Regions from separate parts of the Mus musculus genome. Here region 1 is linked to region 2. Evidence: chromatin contacts called from public Hi-C data. All regions are on one chromosome and are shown on one strand. The core of a region is the stretch at or near the end of the contact, and the rest is flanking DNA. Distances in the headings are between cores, read along the strand shown.

What was found. Hi-C and Micro-C count contacts between places; a contact is called where the count stands out from the background.
Region 1: a contact with region 2 is called in a Hi-C map of embryonic fibroblasts, with 1.9 times the contacts expected there. The contact joins the enhancer-like site here to the promoter of A530046M15Rik in region 2. A contact is called at or near these places in 5 of 484 Hi-C or Micro-C datasets (CD4 T cells, the HPC-7 cell line, embryonic fibroblasts and 2 more).

What each region holds. Positions count from the first base shown.
Region 1 is chr13:15,861,695-15,867,627 of GRCm38.p6, forward strand. It overlaps the pseudogene B230303A05Rik. Among named protein-coding and RNA genes, the nearest start is that of A530046M15Rik, 57 kb to the left of the region's middle. Within about 2 kb of position 1,432, at least 26 of the 459 cell types and tissues checked have an H3K27ac peak or open chromatin away from gene starts, as enhancers often do. A contact at or near this core is called in embryonic fibroblasts, where this site is marked.
Region 2 is chr13:15,804,864-15,810,407 of GRCm38.p6, forward strand. A530046M15Rik (RIKEN cDNA A530046M15 gene) reads left to right here and starts at 2,380. Exons shown (of 5, transcript NR_046131.1): 1 at 2,380-2,586.

The DNA of each region.
Region 1 (5,933 bases), core at 182-2,681, 56 kb after region 2:
ACATGATGGGACTCATGGCTTCAGCTGCATATGTAGCAGAGAATGGCCTAGTCAGTCATCAATGGGAGGAGAGGTCCTTAGTCCTGTGAAAGTTCTATGCCCCAATATAGGGGACTGCCAGGACCAGGAAGCGGAAGTGAGTGGGTTGGTGAGCAGGGAGAGGTGGGGAAGGGATAGAGGATTTTCCAAGGGGAAACTAGGAAAGGAGATAACATTTTAAATGCAAATAAAGAAAATATCTAGTAAATAGATAAATAAATAAATTCAAAATAAAAGAAGTTTTCATCTTGCCCAACAATGACCCGTGTCACTTTCACAAATTGTATAAGTGGGGGAAATATGAACATTAACTGTTAATATCTATGATAAAACCAGGCTTTTGGCAAGTCCCTGGAGATGAAACAGTATTCTGCTTAAAACATCAGCATTCTCTCCCCAATAATTTACTGGTTACTACTTGTAGTATAAAAAGCAATGCCATTTCTTTGCTTTACTATAGAGTTAGAGATGTTTTAGAACTAGGAAGAAGGGCTTTCAGTGCCCCCAAATTCTTAAGAAAACCAGGAAAGTCCTGAACAAGTCAAGATTATTGATCATGCTAACTATATAGCTAGCACACAGCGTGTTTTAAATAACACACAACAAACAGCCTGTTCCAGAGCAGTGGAGAAATAAAGCATGGGGCATGGAGTTGATACTTTAGAAGCTTCCTTTAGCACAGTCAGTCGTCATAGCAGGTGGAGCTGCACATGAGGGGATTTTAAACGCGATCTGAGGCTGTTGTTAAACAGCCAGATTTCTGTTATGTTTATGAGCTTTGAGAGCAGAGCCTCACTCTTGCAGCAGCAACTGCCCATCCATTCTTAGGGTTTGGAGTCCGTGTTAAAACCTACAGACTCTTTTTTGATCCCAGTATGCTGTCTCAGAAATCACACACATTAGATGAAAATACCAAGTCCCTGGGCCCTTAGTGTAGCTCATTTTGAAAATGGAACCAGACTTTCTACCAAGAACCAGAACAATGTTGAAAACATGAAACAACAAAAGTCTGTGATGTGTTTGCGAACGCCAAGACTCTAACCCTGATCTACATCAGACTGTTTTCTTCTGGCTGCCTCTCCTTCCCTTAATTAAACTAACTGGAAAGGCAAGACTTTCATCAGAGCACAGTGGCGATCTTCCTCTCCAAATCTCCAGCAATAAACATAGACTCTGCCATGGAATTAAATTTGAAATATTAAAGAAAAATGATCACTAGCTCACCACTGTCACTTTTCTCTGTTTTTCTTTCTTTTGTGTCTGATGTCAAGAAGAAAATTATCTCATCTCATGGAAATCTGAGCATGTTTGCATTTTCAAATAATCAGAATTAATGTTAGAGGGCCAGAAAGAACTGAGAGGTCTTTATACTTCTCATTTGTAAGGAATGTATGATGACTTCTACTGCAGTTGGCAGTCTGGCAGGCTGCCACAGGCCACCTACCTTCAAGTAGCAAAGTTCCTTTTTCTAGAAGGAAATTTTGTACACTGGAACTTAATAAATAGGGCATAAGTGAAACAGAGTTCTGAAAATTCCTTTATCTATTTGGATTTTTCCTCCATGTGTATTTCTTCCTTTTGCTTCCTTGGATGGCAGGGCTTTCAGCAAAATAGGAGTGAACCTGCACCTCCCAGCTGCTGTAAAGGCAAAGCCCAAAGAGGGAAGGATAGTAATGAATTTTCTTGAAGGCAGGCTAAACCCCAGGAACTGGTTCTGAGACATCATCTGTGAGACTCGTTCAGGGAGAAGACCCAGACACAATGGTTATTTGTAATGGGCCAGGCAGTAGTTGACAGGATGTTTGACTTTCCCATAAACTGTTTTGCCAACTGAACACACAGTCTTTGTGATTCATGCATATGAATCTTTTGCTTAAAATCCTTCAGTAGCCTCTCGTCACCCACAGGGCAAAACCAAAGCCCACGAATCCCCTGGCACTAGACCCATGGCTTTTCTGGAACTGAGTCCTCACTAGATGTTCAGCTTTCTTTTCTCCTGCCTAGTTCACATGCAACAGACACCGAATGCCTTCCAGTGTCCTGAACACATGGTTCTATTTTATGAACATATACTCCCATCCCCTGAAAACCCCTATTTATCTTCATGCACGATCTGGATCTTTGTATCTGGTAGGTGCTCTTTGGAAATGTTGTACAAACTTTATTATGTATCAAATTGCAAACAAAGAAACACAATACACAAAAATTAATCAGACCCAAAGTATATGCACTTTGAACTTCTATACACGTAGGCAAGAGGCGTTTCGAATGGAAGGAAGCTCTGGCACTTCACATTAAACTTAATGCTTTCAGAATTCAATATATTTTATGCATTTATCCATTTTCAAAACAAAAACAAATTCTGATTCAGAGAAGCAACAATTGGTTTTATATCCTCTTTCATTACTTTCTTCTTTTTTCCCCTTATTATGCTGTAAGGTGTTCACTCTATGAACAAATGTATTTCAAAACTTAATAAAGACATCCATAACTCCTCTAGATAGAATAAGGACTGCATTCTCTGTGTTACCACATTCTTTGGCCACAGTTTTTCCCTTGACAAACAACTAGGCATGAGATTGCCTCTGAGAAATAGGTGAGAGTTTAGGCCCAAATTTTAGAGAGATATTTTTGGTTGTCGCCTCTGTAAGGTGTTCTTGGTATCTAGAAGAGCTATTAGGTAGAGAACAGGGTCTATTAAATATTCTACAATGCACATGACATGTCCTTCAACAAACAAATATTCAATCCAAAATATCAATAATACCTAGTGGGAAAACTGTTTAGCAGAAGTATTCCTTTAGGATTGTCATTTGAGGTGTGTTTGTCTCCTCTGTTACACAGGAAGCTCCTTGATGTCAGGCCTGATATCACCATTATATAACCATTGCTCAGTAAAATGTCTGGTATTTACGAAATGCTCAGGAAATGTGGCATGAGATGAAGGATGGAGGAGGGACATTAAATATATTGCAGAAGTTCTGAGTAATCATTCTCCGAGGAATCATAAAAGCAAAGATGTGGCTTGTTTCTGTGTGAGGCGCAGGAGCTTCTGCAGGAAGCACGAGGAAGCTTCCTGGTTTCACGGAGCAGAGCCTCCATCTTTAGAGCATCACAGGGGTCTCATTCTAGTTATCCATAATGCCATGGGTAGTACCATGTTGGGAAGTACCTTCTCCTTGGGAAAAATAGCTTCTATAAACTGCCTTCCCTCAAACCCAAATTTACAAAGAAGGTTGGCATTCCATTTTTATGCCAACTCTCAAAAACATGGTCTATTTGTAATTGGTCTTAGCTACAGCATTTTGGAATGCTCCATAAATAGGGCCCATTGGGGAGCTTTGGGTAGTGCTATTTTGATACTTCCTCCATGCCTAGTCACTTGGACTCTAGCCATGTGTCAAGGGAACCATTGGAAAAGGCCACTCAGAATCCTACCCAGCTCCTCTTTCTTCTTGCTGGTAGCATTAGGCTAAAATTGGCCTGGTTTTGACTTTATCCACCCCTCTCACTGAATAACTGGATTATGTTTAGACAGGGACTCACAGCACAAGGGATTGACTGTGAAGCTTGTGTTTCTCAGAAGTCTTCGCAAGAACCTCCCTCTTGCTTTGTAATTTCTTCATAGAATGGTATTTTGTGTGGAAACACTGGAAGCAAATTATGATCAGTGTTGGGTTTTTTTTTCACAATGAAAATGTGAGAGATGTGATTTTCATTTATATTTGTCCTCTGCATAGCAATTGGGACATCTAGGAGGAATTGTCTTCCCTGCTACACATTGGAAGATACGATTATCCTTACTAACTGAACAAAAGCATCCATAATTCTGTATAGATCCCTATGAGAACCTAGCTTATTACACGTGGGTAACATTTTTCCATTTTTTCCTCAGAGAATTTTACACAGCAGTTTTGGTGAACTATGAATTTATTACATCGAAGATTATGCATCTGGCTTAATGAAATAATTTGCAAAGCTTAATGAGCATGTTTCACAATAGTTCTTTGCTTTTTGAAAAGAATTGACAAATAATTATTACATAGCATATTGTGCAAATAGTAGATGAGGATTCAGAGAAGCATGACTCTTGAAACAGACCCTCTCTCCAAGGAGCTTCCCAAGGGTATGGTAAATCCCAAGGTTATGAATGCAAAAGGTGTTCTTGGACCATGACAGGGACTGATTGACAGATGTTACTGAAGTTGTAGAGAAGGTTAAAAGAATGTAAGTGTAAGATTAAATCCTTACAGAAGCTTCATCAATAAATAGATTGCATGAAGATTTTTCCATATTCTTTCAGATTTTCATGGTGTTTTTCTTCTTCCTTTTGGGTTTATCGTGCATCTTCTCTTCCTAATATTATAACATTTGGCAACCAGAGGTCTGGGTCACTCTCTGTATATCTCTGGAGCAGACAGCACAGTGTCTGCTACTGAGGAGACTTTAGTAAAATGTCAATGAAAAGAATGTGGCAACTATTTGTGGAGTCCTTTCATATATGCACTGAACAAAAATGCCCATTGGCCAGATGGATCCAGAGGTTGTGGAGGGATACTGAGAAACAACATGCTTGGTAGTGGCAAAACACCTGCATTCATTACAGAAGAGCTGTGATTGCCTACACAGGATCTGCTCAAGATCAAGCTAGGCATCATTCTAGCATGGATGGGGGAGGAGCTAACGAGTCTATGCCAATACACAAAATCTAATGGCAGTTGATAACTGCTGAGAGAGAAACAGTTTTCTTCAGAGATCTGGCTCCCAGGAGCATGCATGGCCACACTTCGGTGGTTAATTCTATACCCATGAACATAAGGGCAGCACTAATTGGACTTAGTGTGCTATAAAAATTTAAAGAAAATGAAGCGGACAGGAAGTTGGGAGAGGGATATGTCGGGGTTTCTAGGAGGAATTGGAGTAAGAGAAACAGGGAGTGCATGTGATCTAAATACATTATGTACACACCTGAAACTACCAGAGCTTAAAAACAAACTGCAAACTGGACTTGAAGGGTATGCTGTATTTCTCTGTGTCAAATGGTGGCCCAGTCACATGAAGACTTGTGATTTGATGCAACACCGTTCTCTGTCTTGTTTTATTTTTGCACTACATAAAAATCTAATTGCTTTCGTCTTCCTCCGGAATTATAAAGGAGGAGAAGTTGACCTATGGACCTACTTAATATGGTTTATTTGGTTTTATTTTCCCATTCACATCCTTAGATGAATAAACATAAAATAATTTGAAAAACCACATTTAAATACAATCCAATTCTGTAAGCGCCTTCATCTTCTTCATGGCCTAATTCACAACTTCTTTAGAGACTGGAATTTACTCCAGGGCAACGAGAAATATTTTGTATTTAATTGCAGTTTGTAGCTCAAGATCGTTATTCATGTTCATGAACTGCATTGATTTTACACATAAATTTTACTTGTCTACTTCACTAGTTACTGAGGAGGATAAAGTGGCCGCATCTTAATCTAGGAAAAACATCTCAAGTGCTTCTGCACACGTTTTGCATTTGGCATAACCTAAAACACATTTCCTCATGAAACTTTTCCCCTTAACTCTTAAGCCCCTGAGTATTTCAATGGAAACCCAAAACTTTTTATCTGGATTCATTTAGACTCTCATTTACTCATCAGCGTGGTGTTTTGTAAGAGATATTTAATATTCTCCAAGAGCCCTTTTTCCTGCACATTTCAAAGTTTTTCCTGTAGGAAACTCTGTGTTCCAGGCCATAAATTGAGTCTGAATCCAGAAAACAGGAGTTGTGGGAAGCTGTAAATTCCAAATGAGCAGCAAGTGGTACTGATTTTAACTCCTCATTATACGTACAGTGTAGTTACTGAAACAGGCTTGGTTTCCCCCAGTAAAGCAGGCTTTGA
Region 2 (5,544 bases), core at 1,130-3,629:
GGTATCTCCACTAAATATTTCTTAGTGATTTAGAAATACATTTCATGGGCAAGAGTGCTTGCTATCCAAATATGAGACCAACATTTGGATACCTGCCTCATATAGAAGCCACATGATAATGATAGCATTTATACCTGTAAATACAGTGTTACAAAGAGTGGAGACAAAAAGATTGCTGGGGCTTTCTGGTAGCCAGCATAGCCAAGACAAACAAACAAGCCAAAAATAGCAGTGAAATTCGGCTTCAGCAAGAGTCCATTTTTCAAGGCGCTAGGTGGGGAGACATACCATCCTTCTTTTGTCTCTGCACAAATATACTACACATGCATATGCCACACACTTTCATACACCACATTGAAACATACACGAGACATATGCATATACTATTTACAAGCATATACCACACATATACATACATCACACAAATGCATATACCTCATAAAATATGTATACACCTCAAGTATACATCATATGCATGCATGTACCGCATACACCACACACATGTGAACATCACACACATGTATATATTTACAAACATGCAAAAACCACACATATGTATTCACCATACATGTATCTAAATCATGCAGATGAATATACTGCATACATGACTACATATAGGTATATACTACACACGTATACATCTATACACCACATATGTATACACTACGACACAATACTTCTCTCTTGCTTTCAATCTCTCTTTCAATCTCTCATTATTCCCTAGTTCATGAGTATGTGCATGCTGACACACACACAATTTCTTAGAGCTCAAACCCATAATATACTTAATGATAAAAAAATCTCAAATTAATATTTGAGAAATAAAGAAAGCTTCATTCTTCTAGGAAATAAATGTTAGCAAGCCAGAGCTCAAGTCACATGAAAAATATTATGGTAAATACATGTTACTATGATTTTTCAAACATAATTGGAGCACCAAACACCACTTATCATCTCTCAGAGTCAATGACCTAGCGATTCATTTTGAGAATCACAGACCTATTCTCATGTCTACACACCACAAAGATTAAACCACAACTACTGTGAACTAAGTGTCTTATTCAGAGACAGAGACAGACAGGCAGAGAGAGGCAGACAGATGACAGAGAGAGACATAGAGAGAAACAGAGATAGATGACAGAGAGAGACAGAGACAAAGACAGAGAAAGACAGATGACAGAGACAGAGGCAGGGAGAGAATTTTAGAGACTACTTCTGACACACACATATATATATATATATAAAAGTCCACCCAGTGTGTGAAGTATTTCTCACTGCTTTATAATTAAACCGCATATGTGTAATTATTGCATGTAATAGGATGCAATGATGTGTATCTAATTGTAATTTATTTTCCCCATGCATCACACTCACACATATACTTGAAGAAAATAGTTGATAGCAAAACATTTAAAGAAGACTTTAGTTAAGAATCAAAGCTCCTTTCCTGCATTTATCTGAAAACTAAGATAATTGTTCAAAGAAACTTGTTTGTTTTTTCAACCTATGAAATATATATGTGATATATATGTATATACATATATTTCACTTACATAACTTAGCATTATGTAAGTCATGAAATGCTATATTTAGCCACAATTAAGCCTAATGTGTGAGGGATCATGTGAAGGGCTGTGTTCATCAATGAATTCTAAAGACAGTTCTGTAAGTTACCTGAGATCATCACCAATCATATATTTCCTTATTCATTTATTTACATTGAGATACGATCTCAAATGGCCCGGGCTGGCATTGAACTTACGATGTACTTCAGGATTAGTTTGAACTTATGATCCTTCAGGTTCCTCTTCTCAAGTCCTAGGATTGCACACACATCACCAAGTTATGCTTTATGTGGGGCTGTGGATCACAAGATCAGTGTCTGTGTGTGGTACTGAGTCATGCTACCAACAGAGCTGTGTCTCTAGCCTCTATCACTACATTCAAAGTTGAGAAACTTGAAGCTCAGAGAGATATGAAAACTGACCCAAGTCATCAAGCTCATGGAGCTGATGAGCTCCGAACACAGCCCTGGATGAATTAGAAGCTTATAATCGTAACCACCATGTTTTCATAATATTTAGGAAGCTGTGTGGATCTAGAAGATCCCACATTGACATCTCAGAGTGTTCCAAGTCTGCATGCCTTATTAGGAAGAGCAAGTGACTCAGTGGCTAAGGAATTCATACTCAGGCGGTGACAACACATTGAGCAAGACTCCAGCCTGATATTTATTCGACAGCCTTCTTTAAATCATGAAGCCTTGAGAAAAAGGCAAGACTTTGTATGGTCAGCTTTGAGAAAGATCACAAACACCTGAGTCACACAGTAAGGTCAGGTCTGACTGTACTTGCTCAGTCATCACTGGCCAGTTGAGTCAGATCTGAGAAGACAGCAGAGGATGTCGGACCCACAGACGCACATACTGGCATGGTATTCTTTACCCTCTCTTGTCTTGGTGACTCCCTATGGAATGCTGTGGGAAGAACTCAGTTCCCCAAGTTCCACTGACCTCAGCGGCAAAGATGTTTGAATTGATTCTAGTTAAAAACCATAATTGAGGATGGCACAGATCCTGTAGTAATGGTAATTGTAAATTTCATTTGCTTTCCTTCAGGTTTTTCTAAGGGAAATTGTCTTGGAATATTGGAGGATCATCTTGCTTTCCATGTTTATCATTTATTAGCTTTGAATAGAATTTATCAATCACTTCTGTATTATAGGTAATAATATGTAGTTTTCCTTTGTAAAGAAAACCAGTGTGAAAGTAATAAAAGGTTCTGTTTGAACAGTACTCATTCAATTAAAAGTTATAGGCATGCATTTTTGCTCTTTCTGTTCTTCAGAAGAGACTGAAGGGAAGTAGGAATGTTAGTATGGGCTTTTTGTATTCATTCATTCATTCATTAGAAACTGAGTGCCTAATTTATGTCAGGATGATCCAGTATCCTGAAAAAAATGGGCAGGTAAGCTCTTTGCCTATCTAAAGCTTCTATTTTACCCGAGTGACTGGTAATGAAACAATAAACAGATAAATGATTAAATCATGAAATGATAAAGTATCTCAATTCAGACAAAACATTTTGACCATTTTAGATGGGGTACTAAAAAAAAAAAAAAAAAAGAAAATCTTCGTATAGGGACATGTGGACTTGAGACCTGATTGACAGGAGCTATGACTACAAGGACTGTGTGGAAATAATTCGTAGTTAAGCAAACAGATCCAACTGCAGCTCATATAGTTAGTTCATGATAGACTTAGACTTTATTCATTTTTTAAAATTAACTTACTTTGTATCCCAACCTCAGTTTTCTCTCCCTCCTCTCCTCCTAGCCTTCCCCTGCTACCTCCCATCTTGCCCAATCCACTCCTCTCTCTGTTTCTTCATTTTAAACATCAACCTTGGACCCAGAAGTCCAAAGCCAATGCTCTCTCTGTCCATCATCTACGTCAAAGGTATACGTGGATAACTCACTGCACTGCCTTTGGAACAGAATAGATAAGTTTCATAATATAGATGGCCACTTTGATAATTTAATGCTCATGTAAATGTTTCTGTGTGTGTGTGTGCAAGTGTGTATGTGGTGTGTATTCTTATTCATGGATGCTTGTATGTGTATGCTTGGATCATGGATGCTTAATGCTTGTATGCATGGATGCTTGTATGGGCACATTTGTGAGGAGGCCTGACGATGCTATCATGAGACGTCTCAATCACTCTCTACCTTTTGGATTGAATCTGTGGTCTTCTTATGGACCAGAAGCTCATCATGTAGGTGAGTATAGCTGGCCAGCTTGCTCTGGGAATTCCCTGTCTTGGGTTTCCATCCTCACTGGGAAGGAAGGTGGGGCCACACCAACTGGTACCAATTGGTTTTACATGGGCGCTGGGTTTGATGCTTTTGCTGAAAGTGCTTTAGAAAAGGGGAAACTGTAGCTTGAAATTTTGAATAATATGTGTGGAATAGAAATATGCACAGATGATTTCTAGTTAAACATAATTTCTAGTTAAACATTTCTAGTTTCTTTCTGGTCAAAAGAAAACCATTCAAAAACACACCTAAAAATTCTACCCTACCTTCCATTTCTGTTCCTTCCTATCTCTTGTTCCATTGAGTAAAGGGGGGAGCCTTAGAACATCTCTTGCTGTTCTTAATCCCCATGACTCAAAATTTCTACTTATTTCTCTGCTGGTAGCATGCTTACTAGTAGCATTTTAAACGACAGGTAAGGTAATTTTAAGTACTTAAATGTTTCATTGTACAAATATTAGTATTACTCTGGAAGCCCTATAGGTTGAATAATGTCATTACTACAGCAATGAATGATCAAGAAATCTTTTTTTTTTGTCACAAGAATTTTATTACTTAAAAATTAATATATATATATGTATAGGCACATTCCACTCAAGACTAGGGGTAGGCTCTAAGATTACAAATGCAATCTTATTTTTTTTTGTTATTTTACTTAATTTTCATTTTATTATTTAACTTAATCCTTACTAGGATATCTAAAATATTGGATAGGCACAGGTAGCAGGGTTATCTTTATTCATTTTGCTTTTAAGTCAGTGGCTTAGAAATGCAACTTTTGATGAATGCATGTTTGTGTGTGTTTAATTCTTTGTGTAGTCCAGGCTAGCCTTAAACTATGATCCTCCTGCCTCAGGCTCCTGAGTGCTGGGATTACAGGTAAGTGCTATTATACCCAACTCCTCAATGATTTTTTTTTGAATAATTGTTGCTGTTAGGCTTGATAAACAGAGTTTATCACATTTAGGTACTTTTTGTTTGAGTTTGTATTAGATGTGAATGTTGATTTTTTTTCTTTACTTAAGAAAATTGTAATGTTGAGAGATTACTGGTGTAAACCAGTCTTGACTTCCTCCAGGAAACCCAGCATCTCCTGTCATATCACTTAAAATTTTCTTTTTTTTTAAATTTATTTTTTATTAGATATTTTCCTCGTTTATATTTTCAATGCTATCCCAAAAGTCCCCCATACCCACCCCCCCAATCCCCTACCCACCCACTCCCCCTTTTTGGCCCTGGGGTTCCCCTGTATTGGGGCATATAAAGTTTGCAAGTCCAATGGGCCTCTCTTTGCAGTGATGGCCGACTAGGCCATCTTTTGATACATATGCAGCTAGAGACAAGAGCTCCGGGGTACTGGTTAGTTCATATTGTTGTTCCACCTATAGGATTGCAGTTCCCTTTAGCTCCTTGGGTAATTTCTCTAGCTCCTCCATTGGGGGCCATGTGATCCATCCAATAGCTGACTGTGATCATCATCCACTTCTGTGTTTGCTAGGCCCCGGCATAGACTCACAAGAGACAGCTATATCTGGGTCCTTTCAGCAAAATGTTGCTAGTGTATGCAATGGTGTCAGCATTTGGAAGCTGATTATGGGATGGATCCCTGCATATGGCAATCACTAGATGGTCCATCCTTTCGTCACAGCTCCAAATTTTGTCTCTGTAACTCCTTCCATGGGTGATTTGTTCCCATTTCTAAGAAGGGGCAAAGTGTCCACACTTTGGTCT